2 separate regions of the Mus musculus genome follow, and region 2 is linked to region 1. A link is a contact called in public promoter capture Hi-C data. All regions are on one chromosome and are shown on one strand. The core of a region is the stretch at or near the end of the contact, and the rest is flanking DNA. Distances in the headings are between cores, read along the strand shown.

Region 1 (5,911 bases), core at 3,196-5,695:
GTATGCACTACCACTGAGCTCCACCCCCCAGGCTGGGAGGGATGTCAGAGTGTGGGGTGTGTTGTATTTATGGAGATCCTTGCTATTCTTGGAGTCTGGACTGTCAACAGGATGGCAGGAAGTTCCTGTCTAAGCAGAGATGTGACAAGAGACATGGGTATCTTGTCTCAGGTAGGGTAAGAAGACTGGAAAGAGCAAGGGCAGCCACTGGGTGAATTGTGGTGAGCCCAGGTCAGAATCAGGTACCACTGAGGCAGTGGAGACAAGACAAATAGATGGCGTACTGGCTAACCAGCAGGGCCCACCTGAGCCTCCATCCCCTGTCCTTTCTCACAGGCAGTGTGGGAAGACACAAGACAATGAGTCAGCAGAACTCTGCTCAGTTCCCGCTCTTACTCCAGGCTGGTCACCCGCTCTTAGGTCAAAGCACATTAACACGTCAATCCTGGAATTCCCAATGAAGAGGAAGTGGTGTGTGCCTGACCAAGTTCCTGCCAGGCGCAGACACTCACACGTCTACAGACAGAAGCCAAAGGGCTTTTGGTGGCTTCTTACTCTGTTTCTTCCAACAGCTGCCAGAGTGCGGTGAGGACAGGATTCCTGGCATCACCAGGCCTGTGTGCCACACATAGGTTTGCCTCTGAGTTCCAACTGAATAGAGAACCCACACATGTTCCCAAGAAATACACATCTAGCCGCTTCACCTCTAGCTACAGCTGTAATGTGTCTTTACTGGAACAAGGTTAAATGCATTTTGAAGTAGCTAAGACAATGTCACCCAAAGCATTTAGGACACATTGGGGGAATATCGTTGAAGAAAAAAAAATGTCTTCCTTTCCCACAATGCTCATTTCCTCAGGTTGCTAGGGGTAAGATAGAACACGTCTATTCAAATGAGAACATATTAGAATGGGATCCCATTACGCAGAGAGCTCTCGGTATTGAAGTGGGTTTGGCCTAATGCTGCGTGTGTTATAATGTTAATTTTGGTCCCCAAAACTGCTTACAGGAGTGTCTGCACATAAGACACAGGGGACCCTGCCCCCAGTTGGTTTTGGATTGATCAGTAAAGAGCTGTTGCCAATGGCGGGACAGGATGGAAGAGGTGGTACTTCTAGGTTCCTGGGGGAGGGGGTAGGAGAACGTGGGGGTTGGAAGAAAGGGTCGCCAGGAGAAGGGGTAGGACAGACCATGCCAGGAAGGAACAGGAGGGAGTAATGGCTGAAATGTAGGTACAGAAGCCTCCTGGGCAGCAAAGACAGGGGACTGACCAGAAGGAGCCAGGGAAGCAAAGGTAAAATATAGATTTTTTAAAAAAGATATTAATGCAGGAATACTGGAGGGAGTATTTGCTGGCAGTGGGGGACTTTTAGAAGTGCCCAGCCATTGAGATCGTCAAGACATATCAAAATTGAGTTAGTGTATGTGTGTCTTTCATTCTCAAATCCAAGAGCTCCTGTAGCAGAGACTCGCAACCAGCCAGGAGCTCAGAGCAGGTTTAACTAACTCGCTGCTACATTGTATTTGGGTTTTCCCTTCTCTTGAAAATGTATGACTGGCACGTCTCACACCCTACAGAGTTGCTATCCAGTTTACTAGGTCATGGTTGCACCTTCTCTTTGTGTCACAGGCGTTCTTTTGACTGAGCTCTCTCCCCCTCCCCCACCCCTCTCCCAGCTCTTACTCTCCATAGTTATGATGCTGTTCCTTGGACAGAGAGGGACTAAGAGAAAGAGAGAGGAGGTCATTTCTATCCAGGCTCTCTCTGAGTTCGTTTCTTGTTACTATGACAAAATACCGAAGACCTGAGTTCTATTCCTGGGATCCACGTGATGGGATGGAAGCACTTACATTCACGAGTCGCACTTTGGCCTCCATGTGCACACTGTGGAAAATGCACCCCAATAAATGGTAATAAAAATGAAGTGAACAGCAAATGAGAGAGATACCTGTGTCAATCTCTGTTCTCCACATACATGTTAACCCATGTGCACACGTGCCCAAGCACATGCATGTGAGCACACACACACCAAGATATAAGGCAATATGATCATTCTCTACAGTGTCCTCAACTAACCTACAGTTTCAGACTGGCCTGTCACATGAATAATACCAGCAGAAAGCAGGTGGCAAAGTACCTTACACAGGGCACGAAGGACAAAGACTTGTTTTCTTTGCATAGGTCTTGGCTTTGGATTCTGATCCATTCCGAGTCAACACTTGTGGCCTTGTACAACCCGCCCTCAGCCTCTTTCAGCCCTTAGGGGGACAAGGACAGGAAAAATACATAAGCCCCAAGCTGGGCATTTAGCATGCTATCAACATGGCTCAAGGAGACCCTGAGGATGGGGCTTCCCAGAGTGGTGTACTCAAAGCAGGTGAAAGGCTAGGAAACACTTCTCAGAAGAGGCAGGCACCGTCTTTAGGGGTTCTGATAGTACACATGGGGAAGCAATATTTCAAAAGAATACTAGAGTGGATGCCCACAAATGAGCTGTATGAGGATAGTCAGGGCAAAGCAAATGGGCACTACAGTCACTCTACACCGTGTCCTGTGCAGGAGCAGAAGTCGGTCAAGAAATCGGCAAACACTGGCCCAAGAAGCTGGGCTTAGATGGTGAGACGTGTGCAGATCCTTAAGGCTTAGAGCAGAGGTGTCAAGGTATCATGCCTTGGGTGGGAGAAACCTAAGATGTTAAGGGGTACATAATACAAGAAAAGGTGGGTGTAGGGGTGTGTACAGGGGCCGTGGTAGCTCTTGAGTGCTCTGTTGAAGGGCTCCTCGGTGAATTTTGTCCTCTGACATCATTATCTAAAGTTCTAAAGACATTTTTACTAATGAAATAGGTTTTCACAAATACTGTATTAAACAGCAATTATGCAGTCAGTCTTTGAAAGGGACAAATGGAATGTCTGGTCACAGTGTCAGGCAGAGGAAAGAGGGGACTGGAAAGGTTGTAGGGGTCTTAGGTGAAGACAAGGGAGCCCGAGTAGGCACTGCTCCGTAGCCTGTGGGAACTGCCAGCACTCACTGGGACTGGGAGCACAGTGGAATCAGGCTCAGAGCGCAGGTGAGGACTGGGAGCTGCATTTTATTTCGAAATCACAACATCTCATTAGTCCTTTTCCCCGACACCTTTGATGTTTTCATGAGATATATTACTTTTTGCAATTAAAAAAAAAACCATTTTGCTTGATAACTATACACCCAGCTTTTAGATGGGTATAAGAAAGCAATATTTAAAAGGACCAAGGATTTGAATGAGATTGACCATGGCTAGGGATGACATTATGCCTTTTTCTTCCACCTCCAAAATCCATGTGTTGCGGCGATGCCCATCTCCCGTGTCCCAGAATGGAGTTCATTTAGAGAAAATGAGTTTACAGAGATGATTAAGACAAAGTCATTAGGGAGAACTAATCTAATATGATTAGTGTCCTTATAAGAGAAGGAAATTAGATACATATATAAACGGAGGTAGAATACAAGGCCACAGGAGAAGGCCCACCATCTATAAATCAATAAGACAGCCTACAGAAGAAACCAGCTGCTATAGTTCAGAGATGACTTGAGTGTCCTCCTCAAAGGGTCATGTGTGGGAAATTTGGTTCCCAGTGTGGCAGTGTAAGGTGGTTGAACCTTTAAGAGGTGGGGCCTATCGGGAGGTGGTTAAGTTTTTGTGGATGCTGCACTAGGCAGGGATTGATAGAGTTGTGACACTCTGGTCAGGTCCTTGGAGATCAAGCTATAGAGCCTGAATTTCTCTGATTTCGGATCTTGCTATCCGATTTCAGCACATGTTCCTGCAGGGAGGCCCTCACCAGAGCTGAGTGACAATCAGGGCTGTGCTCTTGGACTTGAAGATGTATGAGTTAAATAAAACCTCTTTCTTTACAAAGAACCCAACACCAGGCAGTTTTGTGGTTTTTTTTTTTTTTTTTTTGTAGCAGTGGAAAATAGACTGATATACCAACACTGATGCCATCTTGGACGTCTAGCTTTCAGAGTGGGCAGAAAGCCAATTGTTTTACAATTGTCTTCAGCACCCTGTGATAGTGTGCTATAAACTAGCACCGCCATCTTGCTTTAGAGCTGCAACCTTCCTAATGCTGTGATACTTTCATGCAGTTCCTCATGTTGGGGAGACCCCCCCCCCCAACCATAACATTATTTTTGTTGCTACTTCATAACTGTAAACCTGCTACTGTTACCAATCATAATGTAAATATTTGATATGCAGGATATCTGATATGCTATCCCTATGTAAGGGCTGTTTGGCTCCAGAGGGGCCACTCAGCCAACAGGTTGAGATCTACTGCTTTAGAGGCATAGGAAGATAGAAAAAGCTTTTGGAGATAGGTATGGTGAGGGTGGGGGAGGGGAAAACAGGAAGTGAAGTCACAATATCAAAGGGCATCTCCAACCTGAGGAGCGGTGGTCTGTAGACATCATTACACAGAGGCCGGTGAGAGCATCAGCTCCCAGAAAGCTTCCTGGACTTAAAATCAGGAAGTCGCTGTGACCTTTGAGATGACGCCACTGTTCCAGCAGGGGAAGTCCAGGCACACTGGCTTAGGGAGGGACGCAATGCCACAGTCACGTCTTGATGGCAAGACGTTTCATGTGAAGGCTAGGGACAGATAGGACAGTAGTTACAGGGGCAGAACTGAGAGAGAGCTTTTAAAAAGTGGTTTTACTATTATATCTTAATTGCACATAATAATTGTTTTCATTGTGCATTTTGATCACTTTTATCCCCTCAACATCTTGTCCCTCCCACCCTCCATTAATCCCGTTCCCCTTCTCAACTAGTCCACCTTCTAACCTCATCCCCCCTTCCTTTATTTCATGACCCAGTAAGTTTCATTATTGTTATTTACAGGAGCGCCGGGTTGTTGTTTGTGGGAGCATGGGTGCCTTACACCAATGAAGAAAATATCTTTCCTTTCCCTGTCGACTGTCAGAGAGAGAACGTTTTTAAAGAGTCGGGGAAAGTCCAGGGGAAGCCAAAGACTAGGAGGAAGGGAGGAAGGGGGAGGAGAAAGAGGAGAAAGGGAGGGGGAGGAGAAGAAGGAATGGGGGGAAAGAGGAGGAGGGACCAGAAAAGACCCTGGTGTCTAATCTACCTTTGTTGAAAAAGTCACAGGACGAAGGCAGGTCTGAGGATAGGGCTGGGGGTGGGGTGGGGGTAGGAGAAGGAAGAGGTGCTGTGTGGCATCCCCATTCTGAACAGAGTCTCCCAGCCCTGGACTGCTCCTTTCCTTTAGCCTCCCCTGGCTTGCTCTGATCTCTACTGTTACTGAGTTTAGGAGGTTCTAGGTCTATGCCTGGCTCCCAATGTTTGAGCACCAGCATGTATTACTCAAGGGCTTCCCTAGCTGCTGAACAGGGGCCAGACCATGTTGAAGTCAGCACCGAGGCAAACACACAAACCTTTGAGGTCAGGGATCTGGGCATCCAGAGGAGACCCAGAGCATATTCTTGTTCACCTCGCTCTCCAGCAAAATGCTCCAGTGGTTTTTCCTGGTTGGGCCTCTCTGGGTTCAGTCCCCAGGCAGACCCTTTGTTTTCTTAGGCATTGGTTGCAGAATTACTGGCAGGCTGGACTCTAGGACATTGCCTCCCCCGCTTAGTGGTTTTGAAACTTTCAAAGAGATAGTTCAGTCCATCTTTCAAATAACATTCCAGAAATCCCTAAAATATCAAATGGCTAACGGTTTGTGTTACACATATATATTCCCACTATAGCCTCAGCTTATATTCACACACCATAGAGCCCAGTAATGTGAACCGAGAGCAGCTTTACAGATGGAAAAATGTAGAAGGGTTATGGGAACCTGGCACCGTCTGAAGCCAGCCTTGGGGTTCAGATTATTTTTAGAGTTTATTTTGGTCACACTGTAATGAGAA
Region 2 (5,906 bases), core at 539-3,038, 200 kb after region 1:
ATTAACTAGCAAAGTTAAATACACTCAAGTCCACGTCTTGACCTCTAACAGGTCCACGGGAGTGACGTGTGAATCTGTACAAATATACCCTCTCTAGCTTTTACAATACAACATCTCGATACCCATAGAAATAAAAGAGATCTGTGGGACTCCTCTGAGGTTCTACAGCTGAACTCATTCCAGCAGAGGAGGCACATGCCTCTGCCATAGCTGGCCAACTCAGGCATGAGGAAAGAGAAGGTGGATTGATCCTGCCGTGAGAGCCACAGAGGAACTGAGATTACCATCTGCAGGTCCTCTCCCCACACTGACATATCAGTTCAATCCCTTTTCCTTTCCTGAGGTTGAAACATTCATCGTCTTTTTCCTCTGAGGATAAGCTCTCCCCTGAAACTAGAGATGTCAGGCTTGACACCCAAACCCCGGTGGGGGAGATGTAACCGTCCCCATTTTGTAGAGGCAACAGTGACATGCCACTATCCCACAATCAGAACATGATAGGACAAGATCTGGATTATTTTTAATTTGTATTTCAGGGAGGAGGAGTTGTTGGTTTTTATGGTGGATCTTGAGGTGGTGTCTCATGTAGTCTAGGCTGGTCTCAAATTTGCTTACCTAGCTAAGTCTGACCTTGAACTCCTGAATCTCCTGCCTCCACCTGTCGAGTGCTAGGATAGATAACAGGTGTGTGCCATCATACCTGGCTGCAGTGTGTAGTATTTCCATGACTCCCCATTGTGCCTCTCAAGACCATGGAACACATCTTTCCCCTAAACAGGGGATAAGAGGGTCTGTGAAGCTGGGGAGAGAGCAGCAGCCGATAACAGCAGAAGCCATGAGAGTAAACAAGATGTCTTGGGGAGAAACTGAAGACACCATCAATGTTTCAAAGCAGACGGAGAGCAGAGAAGGGGTTGTGGGGTGGGGGGTGGGGAGGGGAGAGAGAGAGAAAGAGCAGCCAGGGGCATCCAGGGAGAGACAAGAAGTTCCCATGCAAAGAGAAAGAGACCAGCTGTGTTCACAGCTGACATCCAGGCATCCAGGAAGAGTCACAGGAGTTTCACAGCAGGGCACAGTGAAGACATGTAGGAAAAACTCAAATCCCATTTCAAGATACTTTCTTATAGAACCAGTTAGTGCAGGACTCTTGCATTTTAGGAATATAAGCGATAGAAAATATTCCATGGTGGGACAAAGACTGGATATCATAAGAACAGGTAAGAAATTATAATTACTTTGAAGTTATTTTGATATCTATTAAACTTCTTACTGGAACAAGATGGTTTTTAAAATACGCTATTAAGCCGGGCAGAGGTGGCACACGCCTTTAATCCCAGCATTTGGGAGGCAGAGGCAGGCAGATTTCTGAGTTCGAGGCTAGCCTGGTCTACAGAGTGAGTTCCAGGACAGCCAGGGATATACAGAGAAACCCCGTCTCGAAAAAAAACAAAAACAAAAACAAAAAAACAAAAAAAAAAAACAAAAAACAAAAAACAAAACAAAACACCCAACAACAATAAAGTTCTATTAGTCTGTGTCGCTAACCGCAGGACACTGCTGACTGGGTGAGTGATGGAAGATGTGGGTGTATTGTGGTTCCCGGTTCTGCGGAGGTGATGGGGTGCAATAACTGAGCCTGGTGATGCCCTTCTTGTTGGCTCAGAGAAGTTAATCAGCTTGGTAGAGTCGCACAGCTGACGAGCGGAGGAGTGCATTGAGCCTGAGCTGTGAACGCCCACCCTCTGGCTGCAAAACGCTTGCCATCCTGCGGAAAACCAAGACACGCGTGGACTCTGCGCCCAGCAGCGGCGGTGGACGCAGGGGACTCTGGTCGTGCAGCAGACTTCGCTTCTTACGGGAGTGTAAGGCAATAGGGAACCCCGGCCCCCGGACTGATTGGAGACCCTCAACCCGGGAATCCTATCACGAGGAGAAGGGTTCCGACGCACGCTCCGCCGCAGGGGGGCGCCCCTGGCTGGCCGCTGCTTGGTCAGTGGTCCCCGCCACAGGGCGCGTCGCCTCCAAGAAGATGTCGCTGTCCGGCAGGGAGCGTCCTGCTTGGCCAGGGAGTCGCCTGTCCTGGTTGCTATGCTGCAGCGCCCTGTTGTCCCCAGCCGCCGGCTACGTGATCGTGAGCTCCGTGTCCTGGGCTGTCACCAACGAGGTAGATGAGGAGCTGGACAGTGCATCCACTGAGGAGGCGCTGCCCGCGCTGCTGGAGGACTCGAGTAGCATCTGGCAGCAGAGCTTTCCGGCCTCGGCGCACAAGGAGGACACGCACCTGCGACCTCGGGGCTCCGCCCGCGCCAGGCCCGCACCGGCCGCGCGTGGCATGTTCTCCTACCGGCGGGAGAGCGGCTCATCTGAGGCATCCCCTGGCCCCAGGGTGCATGCCGGCACCGCCCGCTCCCTAGCCCACGCTAGCTCCTGGGGCTGTCTGGCCACTGTGTCCACCCACGAAAAGGTAAGCCAGAGGTCGGGACGCGGGGGCGGTGCGCGTCTCCCTTCCAGGACGCAGGGCGACTCCGGTTTCACAGGTTCATAGGCTGTGAATGCCCTGTGAATAACGGAACCAGCGTGTGCATGGGTCGGTCCATCTGGCCAAGTGCATGTGAGTGGGGAGGAAGGAGAAGCTGGGAAACAGTCTCGTGGTTAGTGATTGAATCCCTGTGTACTAAAATGGCCAAAGAGATGATCAGATAAACAGTGACAAGCTGGAAACCTGGAACGTAGGCAGGATCGCTTTTGGAATCACAGATGAGGCGCATCCAGCTCCCAGCTCCCTGCAGGCTCCGACAGTCCTGCAGACAGACTCTGGCACCGCCTCCCACACCAAGTGGGTGTGGAAGAGGAACGCCATCCACACTCCGGTAGACATTTACACTTTAAAAAAAAATGGAACTCAGGTTTTTTAGAAAGAGGGCTTAAGCAAAAGGTAACAGCTGGAGGAGCTGTTTCAGCTGCAGTTCGTCTCTTTCGATCCACAAAACTGTATTCACATTTTATCCTGCTTCCTTCCACCCAGAATGGCATGGAGAGGGGCCGAGGCTCTGTATTCCCTAAGAATAGCCTCCAGAAAGCTTCTAGTCCTGTCTGGTAAACAGAGCTGTGGGCCCAGCCCCTGTTGAATCTGTGCAGGGAAGGGCTTTGTTATGTATCCCGCGGTGTGGGAGTCTGGTTCTTGCCACAGCTCTGGGTCTCACTAACCCCAGCTTGGCCAAAACATCTACAAAACTAAGAAATTCGGTGGGCAGAGCTTGAAAGTTCTTTCTTCTTCTTCTTCAAAAATTATCTAATGACAACTTTATCCTAATAATGGCAATGATCTTGTTCTCTTTCTACATCTGAGTCTAAGCCAGTTCTGTATTCCCAGGGTTCAAAGACTTTTTACACGTTTAACATATACCTTAGAGAATACAGACTTTAAGTATGAAGCTAATCTCTAGGTTTACAACAAATCAGTTCAGACAATTAGAAATCTACTGCCTGACGCTAGGGAAGAGGCTCGGCTGTAGAATGATTGAGAGTCTGTGTTATTCAACCTCCAGAACCCGAGTTCTTTTGTTTGCTTGTTTGTTTTCTTTTATAAAGCGCCAAGCAGGGTGGTGTTAATTTATGGTCACAGTGCTGAGTCTGCTGAAACAGGTGGATCTTTAGGGTTTGCTGGCAAGCTAACCTAGCCTACTTCGGGAGTCCCAGGCCAGTGACAGACTCTTTCTTTAAAAAAAAAAAAAACCAAACAACAGTCCTGGACCATGAGGAAAGACATGGGGAGGCCAGGAGGTGGACCTCTGACCGCCATGAATACACACTATGCAGAAGTACCACACACTTAGGCACACACAAAACGAAGAAGCCGGGTGCCAGTCAGCCTGGGTGGCCCATGCTAACACAGCTAAGGCAGGAGAATTGTGAGTTCAGAGCCAACTCTAGATACATGTCCCGGCCCTGCCTCACAGAAACATGTACAAGAGAAACCATCCACTTTCCTTGCGGGTCGTTGTGTTGAAGCTGCTTTGACCTCCAACAGCTCTTTTGTTGGCTTCTTTAGGCTCTTCCAGTGTTGACTTTGAATCCAAACAGTAAATTCAGAGAACATTTGCATGAACCGCTGAGCGGTTCATGATAGCCTGGAAATAGAATCTGTGGGTGATGTCATACTACCGTTTGGAGAACTCGTTAATGTTTCATTTTTCTAAATTACTAAAGCCCTTCCTTTCAGAATCTTGCCCACCACATCAGGTGCTTGGAACACAATGGCGGCTTCACTAACAGGAGGGTTCTTTGTAAGGGGCAAAGCAGGGATGGCAGAGTTTGGGGAAAGCTAAGACCTAAACACTTTAATTTAATGTCACATAAGCATCCACTAGGTGAGCACAAGCAAAGATCAGTATATCATGCTGCTGTGGCTTCCATTTATGCTAGAATGGTATCTAACATAACACTTTCCCATAACTTGTTCAGTTATATAAAGAAAAGTTATTGATCATAATATAACATACAACTGATGAAGAAATAGATGAAGAAATGTTGTTGCCCCATCTGAAGCAATTTAAAATATTCTTGTCATTCCAAAGACCAAGCAGTTTGTTAAAATTAATTAAGTTCTATCCCCCAAAGTTTAATAAAGAATGCAGGGGATGAGGAACACAGTGGTTATGTAAGAGGAGTTTGTGGGAAAGGCCCAGCACTGTCTTCTTCTCCAAGAGCCTAGTAGTCCTCTCCCTTCAATAAAACGGCTACATTCACTGTGTGAAGTCAGCGTCTAGAATAACCCTTCAGCTTCCAGACAGAATACACTTCCCCGCGCAGCCCCACCCCCAGGGAAATTCTGAAAGCATCACTGGTTTGAGTTGCTTAGATTGGGACCACAGAGCCCAAATATTCTCCCTGTGAAATCCGCCGAGGCATGCAAGTGGTCCAAGCACGGTCCCAGCGGGAAACACCAAGTTTGGTCCCAGCTTGTTACTCGTAGCTCTGCCACCACAAACCCTTGTTGTCTTTGTTATTGTTGTATTTGTTAGATCCAAGGACTGCCCTTTGGGAGCTGCCTGGCCATCAGTGATGGCCCCGTCCACAACAGCACAGGGATCCCTTTCTTCTACATGACAGCCAAGGACCCTGCGGTGGCTGACCTGGTGAAGAATCCCACAGCCTCGCTGGTGCTGCCGGAGTCTGAGGGGGAGTTTTGCAGGTAAAGGAGGGAGGGTTTGTTTCTAGGGGTTTGGGCAGAGGTAGAAGGTGGGCTGTATGGCCACTGTCATAGGACCTTAGATGTACATTGACATCCTTCTGAGAGAGTTGCACTGTAGACCAAGCTATCTCACATGTATTCATCTGAAAACGTGAGGGTGCATGGGTTTTGACTTTCACTGGGGTGATACATCCAGTGAGCCTGTTATAAAGAGAAACTGTTGTCTGTTGGAATGTGTAGGCTACACTTAGCCTAGCAGACCTCTCTGCTCAGCCTGGCCTGCCTTAGCTTCCATCAGAGTGCCAGCATTGACTTCAGGTGAACAAAAAGCTTATTTACTAGTAAGAGTTCGATGGTGGAATTTGTTGAATCCTGAACTCAAAGGGGAAACACAGAGGACTTTTCTGTACTCACAGTCTAGAAAAGGAGCACATTCCCTAGTGCACGGTTTGTTGAGCGTGGATCACTTGGAAACCGGCATAAAGCTGAAGACTCCCCTGAACAGTCACAGTTGGTACGCGCAGTCATGTCTACCCTACGGAGTGATTATGAGCCTTGGGCATGGTGCCTTCTGTGAGACAAAATGCTTTTGAGACTGGTTTTCATGGAGCCCAGACTGGCTTTGAACCTAACCTGTAGCCAAGGGTGTACCACATTGGTTAATGTGGCACTGGAGGATTGAACCCAGGGCCTCGATGAGCACTCTACCATC

Evidence for each region. Promoter capture Hi-C pulls out the DNA fragments that hold promoters and counts their contacts.
Region 2: a contact with region 1 is called in a promoter capture Hi-C map of the HPC-7 cell line, with 3 times the contacts expected there. The contact joins the promoter of Creg2 here to the promoter of 1700066B17Rik in region 1. A contact is called at or near these places in 19 of 39 promoter capture datasets (the 3T3-L1 cell line, 3T3-L1-derived adipocytes, the C10 cell line and 12 more), 1 of 484 Hi-C or Micro-C datasets (bone marrow-derived macrophages), 3 of 115 datasets of contacts at active chromatin or transcription factors (bone marrow-derived macrophages, embryonic stem cells and memory CD8 T cells) and 4 of 9 other capture datasets (adipose tissue, liver, macrophages and 1 more).

Annotation. Positions count from the first base shown.
Region 1 is chr1:39,845,864-39,851,774 of GRCm38.p6, reverse strand. It overlaps 1700066B17Rik (RIKEN cDNA 1700066B17 gene), which reads left to right and starts at 4,445. Exons shown (of 5, transcript NR_040465.1): 1 at 4,445-4,466.
Region 2 is chr1:39,647,064-39,652,969 of GRCm38.p6, reverse strand. It overlaps Creg2 (cellular repressor of E1A-stimulated genes 2), which reads left to right and starts at 1,788. Exons shown (of 4, transcript NM_170597.4): 1 at 1,788-2,464; 2 at 5,025-5,194. The coding sequence starts at 2,030. It overlaps D930019O06Rik (a long non-coding RNA gene), which reads right to left and starts at 1,502. Exons shown (of 2, transcript XR_001778897.2): 1 at 701-1,502.